Regions from separate parts of the Sus scrofa genome. Here all the other regions are linked to region 1. A link is a contact called in public Hi-C and HiChIP or PLAC-seq data. All regions are on one chromosome and are shown on one strand. Each heading gives the region's core, a stretch centred on a gene start, on an enhancer-like site or on the middle of the called end of the contact. The rest is flanking DNA. Distances are from core to core; before and after follow the strand shown.

What was found. A called contact is a pair of places that touch in the nucleus more often than the background predicts. HiChIP or PLAC-seq counts read pairs in DNA pulled down with a chosen protein or histone mark.
Region 2: a contact with region 1 is called in an H3K27ac HiChIP or PLAC-seq map of alveolar macrophages. The contact joins the promoter of MAPK9 here to the promoter of GFPT2 in region 1. A contact is called at or near these places in 1 of 47 Hi-C or Micro-C datasets (fetal skeletal muscle) and 1 of 2 datasets of contacts at active chromatin or transcription factors (alveolar macrophages).
Region 3: a contact with region 1 is called in a Hi-C map of mesenteric adipose tissue, with 2.8 times the contacts expected there. The contact joins the enhancer-like site here to the promoter of GFPT2 in region 1. A contact is called at or near these places in 15 of 47 Hi-C or Micro-C datasets (alveolar macrophages, brain, embryonic fibroblasts and 10 more) and 1 of 2 datasets of contacts at active chromatin or transcription factors (skeletal muscle).

The regions. Positions count from the first base shown.
Region 1 is chr2:78,283,930-78,286,629 of Sscrofa11.1, reverse strand. It overlaps GFPT2 (glutamine--fructose-6-phosphate aminotransferase [isomerizing] 2), which reads right to left and starts at 1,422. Exons shown (of 19, transcript XM_003123638.6): 1 at 1,286-1,422. The coding sequence starts at 1,292. It overlaps LOC102163100 (a long non-coding RNA gene), which reads left to right and starts at 1,526. Exons shown (of 3, transcript XR_002341721.1): 1 at 1,526-1,877.
Region 2 is chr2:78,337,083-78,339,782 of Sscrofa11.1, reverse strand. MAPK9 (mitogen-activated protein kinase 9) reads right to left here and starts at 1,317. Exons shown (of 12, transcript XM_005661441.3): 1 at 1,160-1,317.
Region 3 is chr2:78,223,035-78,225,734 of Sscrofa11.1, reverse strand. No RefSeq gene overlaps it. Among named protein-coding and RNA genes, the nearest start is that of CNOT6, 22 kb to the right of the region's middle. Within about 2 kb of position 1,309, at least 17 of the 83 cell types and tissues checked have an H3K27ac peak or open chromatin away from gene starts, as enhancers often do. A contact at or near this core is called in mesenteric adipose tissue, omental adipose tissue, retroperitoneal adipose tissue and 1 more, where this site is marked.

The DNA of each region.
Region 1 (2,700 bases), core at 173-2,672:
AGGAGTTTGGAACCCAAAGCTTCTTGGCAAAACTACCACCTCTGCCTTTTTTTCTCCCCAGAAACGGCTACAGGCAGCCCTCTGTGTATATTACCAATAATGCCCTGGAATCTGGACATTTTTGCTGAGGGTTCAGGAATTTAAATTGATGCCTGCTTGGCCTGGGGTAGGCTGCGCCCCAAAGTTGGCTGCCTACTCCTTGGTCAGTCGGTCCTTTTTCACTTATGCGGGAGTGCCTGGCCTCAGAAACAAGGCCTGTATAGACCTTGGCCCAGAGTTCACCGCTGCCACACCGCACCCAGCAGCCCTCAGTGAAGTCAGACAGAGCCTTTCATGGCTTCAAAAGTTCCACCAGGTCCTCCAGCCACAGGAGGCTGGAATGGGTAACTGAATCCCACTCAAGGGGAAAAAAAAAAAAAAAAAAAAAAAAAGACACAAGGCACAGTGACCTTTTGTCCCAGCATAAGTTCTCGGCCCTCTCCCCAGCCAGCGGAGGCGGCCCAGCCAGGAGAGTAAGGAATTGCAGATGTGCGCTCCGGGCCCGGCCGCCCTCCCCACCGTCTAGCAGCCTCGCCGGACAGCGCCCAGTCGCCGCGGCATTGGGGACGCTGGAGCCCGGCCCCGCTCGCCGTTCAGAGCTCCGTCTCTCAGATTCGACCCGAGGCTTGGCGGTAGATGCTGCTTCTCCCCCGCGCCTCGCTGAGAGCTTTTTTCAGCAAAAAGGCGGCAATACGGAATCAACCCTCATACGGATAAGAAGTTCATTTTGCGGTTCGAGGAGGACGCACAGGCCCTTCCGAGCGCACCAGGGACTGATCTTGACACCACGGGGACAGGGAGAGTGCAGACGGTGTCGCCTCTCCTTGGTGTGCGCGCTGGGCTGAAAGCGAGGTTGGGCACCCCGCGCCCAGGATGCTCGCGAGCTTGCGCTTGGCTGCCTTTGTGGGTAACTTGGGGGCGCTTTCCTCACTGGACGTGGGGTATGGACCCTTCTGTGTTTCAAAGGTCCAGGTCCGGGACAGGACCAATTCCCTCCCTTGTGTGGGTCCCGGACGGGGTTGGCCATTCCCCCTCCCCCACACCTCTCTGGGACAACCACTCGGCGGCCGGGGCAAAGGGAAGCAGGCCTGGCCCGTGAAAGCCCCTCGGTCGGGGGACCGGGGTAAATCGACGCCCCTATCCCGCGCCGCCTCCGGCCCCTGGCGTCTGGCTCTTGGGCCCAGGCTCTCAGAGGCCGGAACCCGCGGCTGCCACAGAGAAGGCCGCTGGTGGGCGCTGCACTCACCGCACATCGCGACCGCTCCTCGCGCTCTTCGCGGCTCCGGGCCTCTGCGCGCTGCTGACGCTCTGTACTCGGCGCACGCCTAGCGCTCGTGGACTCTGGCTCCCGCCGCTTGGCCTCTGGCCCTTATAGCTCGGAGTCCTACACCAGAGGCGGGGCCGAGGCGGGGCCTCCTCCCGCCTGCCAGCTCCCCATTGGCCCCAGGTTGTCCTGACAACGGCGGGCACTGGGCCCCCTGGAGTCTGGGCAGGGGGCGAGGGGCGGCTCCCAGGCGCAAGTCCCGGCTGTTAATACGTGGGCGTCCGGTATTAGGTGCTGGAGATCCGCTGGCGGTTGCCTCACTCTTCCTGAGCTCACAGGAGACGCAACCTCTGAGTAGGCGTGGAAACTTGGGCAGTGGACGGAATCTCTCTGTGCTTTAGTTTTCCCGTCTGTAAAATGGGGCTAACAATGGAACCTATTTCCCAGGTGGTAGTGAGATTCAAGGCAGTCTGTGTAAGGTACAGAGCAAATGTGAGGCGCAGTAACACGTGTTCCGGATGTGCAGCCCCTCTGTGACCAGTCTCCTGTTAGGGCACCAGAGACGCAGCACAAGGTAGGTTCAGAGATGGAAAGGGACTTTGTCAAAACTGGGAAGTCGGGAAATGTAAGAACTCGAACCGGGATTTACCGCAGAGCCGGAAGTCCGAGGCCGGGATTCCCCAAATCTTGAACAAATATGGGGGAACCTCGGAAGCTGCCCCTTCCCTGAGCGGCGCTGGCCGACTTTTCAGTGCAGCTGGCGTGCCTGGGCTCCAGCCGGAGGCTCCTCTGCCTGGCCGTCCTAATCTCGGGAGCCCTAATCTGGCCCCCGCCGTGAGTCACTGAGGCCTGTGTTCCCCCGCCCGCGGTTCCCGGCCTCCCCTCCCCTTCTCTCTGCGTTTTGGGCCCGGTCTCCCGAGGAGGGTCACGAGAACTGGCCTAACATTTGCGTACTTTGAAGCCATCTGGTGGTTTTTTTTATTTTACTTAAAAAAAAAAAAAAAAAATCCTGAAATGCTCAACAGATCCTCCTCAGTCGTGTTAGAGGAAAAAAAGAAAGAAAAAGCACGAAGCTTTTAACGTTTTGTCTAGAGCATTTTTCCTGATGTAATCCCTCTGTGGCTAGCAAGGCTTTGCAGGCCCTGGCAGGAGGAGGTGTTTCTTGTATCTCTTGGACTTCTGAGGAAACTGAGGCTCAGCAACAGTAAGGAGGGGGTTGGTTGAGTCATCCTGCTGGGAAACAGTGGAGCTGGTTCAGGAGCTACCCTCCACAGTGCAATGTCAGTTGTTTCCTTCATTCCTAAGCAGCCAGCTTCATGCCTGTCCTGGTACTAGGGGCCTAGTGATGAGTGAAAACAGATCCAGCCTGGGCCTTCATGGCACTTAGAAAGCGGTAG
Region 2 (2,700 bases), core at 68-2,567, 53 kb before region 1:
ACAAGTTTCACAAGTTAGTCAGAAGTCACTAAATGAACAGAGGCAACAGGTGGGCAGGGTCATTCATTCATTCATTGAACTGGTATTACTAAGTACTTACTGTGTGCTTTCTAAGCACTGGGATAAAGCAGTGGACAAATCAGACAACTACCTGTTTTCATAAAGCTACATCCTAGTGGGAGAGACAGAAAATAAACAGGCAAATCAATAGAATAGCTTTAAACCAGATACTAAGGGGAAAATTAAACAACATGAGATAGAATGACTAAGGGAAGAAAGAGGGTGGTCAAGGAAGGCCTCTAGTAAAATGAGACATCTGACCAGAAGAAGGACCAGAAGGAGCCAGCCGTGCCAAGAGCCCAGAGACAACGCCAATTGCTGGAAAGAGCCAGTGCAAAGGTCCTGAGATAAACAGGGCTGCCTGTTTACAGCAAGTAAGACAGGTAGGCTAAGAGAGCAGTGCTCTGGGTTAGGGGAGTGGGGAGAGCTGGGGGGGGGGTGGGCAGGGCCCGCTCAGGCGTTGCTGGGCATGAGTGTGCAATGACGAGGCACTGGAGGAGCTAGAGGATGGGGGCCTCTGGGCAGAAGGGGCGGGGGGGGGGGGGGTCTTGCCACACTCGCACCAGCAAGGGGCAGTATCCCGCCCAATTTTCCCCAAATGTGCAATGAGCTCTTCCCCAGGCGCTTTTACAAATATTCATATGGTCTGACAACAATCCTGTCCAAAAGGATAGACATTTCCCCCACTTTCCGAGAGAAAAAACAAGGAATAGCGAGGGTCAATGCCTTTGCCAAGGTCGCAGGAACCAGACCCCGGGTTCTGAGCATCCCAAAGCGGGTGTGCAGCTGCGTGCCAAACAATCGGGAGGGGTGGCGCCTACAGACCCTAAGGCAGGTCGGCCGAGGCCAGACCTGGGAGCGGGCCCTCAGCTCCCGGCTGCAACAGCCAGGAAGACAGGGGGCTGCGACTAGGGTCGCCAGAATCCAGCAGAACCCGGTTGGCTCCTCAGAACTGGTCAGCCGGCCCCGCGACACCCAACTCCCCACCCCGCCCTCCACTCCTCCACGGACCCTGGCTGCGCGGCCCTCCTGCCGCCCCCCCCAGGCAGGGCTTGGCCCAAGCAGTCCCCGCCGGGCCTAGCCCGCCCGCCGGGCTCACCTCGCCTCCCTGCCGCCGCGCCTGGGGGAGAGGGCAGGCGGGCGGACTGGCGGCGCTGCGCGCTGGCGGGTCGTGGCTCGCGGCTCGCGGCTCCGCTGCCCTGGGCTCGGCCAGCCGCCCCGCCCCGCTCCGCTCCGCCACGCCGCCGCCGCCGCCGCCGCCGCCGCCACTAGCCGCCGCCGCAGTGGGTGTGAGGGGCGCCGGGGCGCTCGGACCCTTCCGGTCTGGCTCCAGCCTCCTCCGCCGCCGCCGCTGCCGCCGCCGCGGCGCCCAGCCTGACAGACCCGCGTGAAGACCAATCAGCTCGCGGTAAGCCTGGCAAGCGCGGCCAATCGCGCTGAGGAGGGGGGGCTACCGTCAGGAGGCGCAGGCGGGGCGGCGGGCGGAGCCAGGCCACTCAGTGCCGGTTTCTGCGGGGACCCGGGCTCCGCGGCCGTACTGCAGGTTGGGTCCGCGCTTGGTGGACTCAGGCACGGCCCTGCGCGCCAGCTGAGTTCGTTGTTGCGCACGGGGGCCAGCAGCGCGGCGGCCGAACAAGGAGGCGGGAGGCGGTGGAGAGGGCAGGCCGGTAGGACGGAGGGCCTGGCCACCGGGCTGCAGGTGCAGACTGGCAGGGACGAGTTGGCCTGGAGGAAGACGGAGCTGGCCCTTTTCGGGGAGAGCCCTCTTCGGGGAGAGCCCGGGGCGAGGGCGAGGAGAAGCTGGGATTTTGCATCCAGGGCCAGGTGGCTGAGGCAGAGGCGGCCAGGGAGTCGGGAGGCGAGATAGGGTCCTTGGATTCCGCTGCTCACTGTGAAGGGGTTTGGAGGAATGCTTCCAGAAGTCGGGGAGGAGGATGCGAGGAGACGGCCGTGTGTAAACAAGTGTCGCGGGCAGATCTGTGACACAGGCGAAGAGAAAACTGGCTGGGGCGCCTGAAGCAAAGGTCAAGCCTCTGTCTCAGAGAATGGCAGAGTTGTAAATGGGAAGAGAGTGCAGAGCTGACGGCCCCCTAGGGCCTGGGGGCTTTTGACACTGACCTCTTGAAGCATCTCCTGCAGCCCTCTTGCCTCTGGGTCGGGTTCCAGCAGGTCTGGAGTCCTGTGAAATGATGGGAGAGACCAGAGTATTGAGTGTTGTTGGATCTGTGTTTGGATAAACAAAGCCAGAAATGAGACAAGAAGGCTGTGCACATTGGAAAAAAGCTCAGAGGTCCGTGGATGGGGTGAGGGGAATTGGACTTTGGGGTGGGGAGAGTGTTGGACTGTGAAGGAGGGACAGCCCTCACAGGTGACCAGGACTACAGGTGACCAGGACAGAGGCCAAACCGGGAGGAAGGAGCAGGATTCTGCAGTGGAAGAGGTTAAGGGGTGGGGTGGCAGAATTTGGAGAGAGTGGCAAGCCTGTGACCCAGGGCCAGGCTGGGGGTACCAGGGCCTCAGAAGAGGGGTAGGATGGAGGAAGGGATCCAGCTATGGTGTCCCCCTCAGGCCACTCCCACTTTGGATACTGAGTATAGCACATCCCTCCTTGAAATTGTAGCTCCTGACTGTGACCTCCGT
Region 3 (2,700 bases), core at 60-2,559, 61 kb after region 1:
AGGACCAAGGCTGAGCCTTGACTTCCTTGTCAGTCAGTTAGGGGTGATACCAGAGTCTACCTCAAGGGTAGTATTGCACAAAGTGAGGCAGTCCAAATGTTATCAACTGTCATTTCTCTTACAATCTTGTCACTTTTCTTCCTCACCATTTTGTTATGAGGATTGAATACAACACAGTATATAGTAAGGCACCAGGTACTAGGTCATCACATTTGTAAGTGTTTAATGAATGCTGGCTTCATTTATTTCTCTCCAAATGTATCATCAAATAGAAAGAATTAATGAATCAAGGAGTAAAAGATCGAATCCCCACTCCCCATGGCACTGAGCTGAGGGGTGGATCTTGGGGACTCCTGATCAGTGGCATCACAATGCCCGAAAGGTTGATGGGACATTTACCTCGAAAGGACCAGTGTTGGACTCACTAAGAAAAGAGCACTCAGATGTCCCATGCTTCCAAATGGGATGCAATAGGTAGCCCCCAGCTCTGCCTCTGATGCTTTCTGCCAAAAAAGTTGAACCTGAATTCAGTGACAGCTTTAGGAGGAAGGGGAGAAGAGGATCCAGTTCAATTGACTTGACACAAGTCAGCCAGACAAATTGAGAAGGAGGGGACCCTCTACAGGGTGACTGACATGGCTCATGCAGCAAGTCAAAGGCAAGAAAGGCAAAAGGGGGAAGGGCACTCTGGATTAAAAGAGAATTAAGAAATATAATATCCAAATATCCTGTGTGGCCTTTGTGTGGCTCCTATTTGAACAAAACAAATGAAAAGAGGTTTTATTTTTGAGGAAATGGGAAAATGAAACTATGGATGGGCATTGGATGATGCCAAAGATTTCTTGATGATTTGGTGTCAAAATGGTATTAATGATTATGTATGAAAATGCCCTCACAAAGTATGCAGGATTTTAGTTATTGTCTGTAAGATGTCTCATCACCAGTGGCCTCTTTATATGTCTATATTATTAGAAATATTACAACAAGCATTTTTTTTAATTTCCAAAACTGGAAGAGTAAAGCTATTTGCAAAATTTTGAAAAGTAATGCTTAGAATCAAAGCCAGTGATCCTGCAGGGAAACCAAGTATATTCATTAACTGATAGTGAGAATGTACAAGCATATGAGAAGATAATTTGGCAATAAGCAGCAAGAGCCATAAAAATGTTTTTCAGGTTTTCTAGCCTAAGAGTCTCACTGCTGGGAATTTACTCTGATGAAATAATCCAAAAGAGGGGGGAACCTCGTACAGCCAGGCGTGGTTCTTTGACTTACATACTTTGGCTTGATGGTGTTGGAAAGCGAGGTGCTAAGAGCAATGTCGCAACTTGGAGGCCTGAGCAACGCACTGTGGGGAGAGCCCTGTGATTACAGCCACAGGAAGGCATGTGTGCCTGGAGCCAGGCCAGCAGAGCGTGGAGAGTGAGAGCAGCTGCCCCATTTGAGGAAGGGGCAGCCCTCCTGGGAAGCAGGGGCTGAAGGTTCTTCCAGCCTTGTACCATGCTGTCTTGGCCACAAGCAGAACTTCCTTGGAAGTGGGCTGTGAGCCTGGAGTGGCCTGTGATCACTCACCTGGTAAGAATCCAGAACAGTGGCTCTCCATAGGGCAAAGCTGGGCTTTTGGGGGTCCTGGGACTCCCTGTTCTTGCCCTCTGTCTCCCAGGAGCCCCTTTCTGCCAGTCTTGCAGCTCTGTGCTTACCCACAGAGAGGCCTTCCCCACTAGGGTGAGATTGTCCTGAAATCTTAGGTGGAGAAGGAGAGAGAGAGTGAAGGCAGAGTGTCTTGGGAGGAGCAAGGGCTTGTGGAGGAAAGAGGGACCAGAACAAAGGAAAAATCCTGGGGCTAGGACCTTGGCACACATTATCTTGCTGCCTCAAAACCGTAGAATGAGGCAGAGTATAAAATCTCTCCTCACTGTTTCATCACCATACTCCATGGTAGATATTATTATCCTTCTGTCACAGATGAGGACACTGAGGCTCCAAGGGATCCGTTAATTTCACTAAGGTTACTAGCTTTGTGTTTAAAGCTGAGACACCATCTGTGTCTCTGGGGTGAGGCTCTAGGGAGCAGGTACTGAAGATAACAGACATGAGGAACTACCCCCTGTCCAGGGTTGTCCCCTGGGAATTATAGAACAGGAAACCGAGACCAAACACTTACAGACTTGCACAGGCAAACACACTGCCACTCTCCTCAATTCTTACCCCATAATCTGATTTCAAACCCCACCCTTGGGGGGCTGGGCCCTCATATCCTATTTAAATATGGCCTAAAGGCTTACAGAGATTTCTGCTAATCCCACTGGACCCCCCCCTTGAGGGTCTCAAAGAGGAGACTTAAGAGATGGGACATGCCCAGGGCCTTCCACCAGGAAGTGGAGGAACCAGGACTGGCACCCTGACCATACATCATGGAAGGGCCGCATCTGATGTTAGATACATATTTTACCCTTTTCAGAAATTGGGGTAAAATACATGTAATATATTTGCCATTTAAGCCATTTTAAAGAACACATTTCAGTGGGAGTAAGTACATTTATAATGTTGTTATAATCACTATTATCTAGTTCCAGAAATTTTTCATCATTTCAGATGAAAACCCCACACCCATGAACAGTCACTCCCCATTCTTCTCTGCCCCCATTTCCCAGCAACTATGAATCTGTTTTCTGTCTTTATGGATTTGCCTATTGTGGA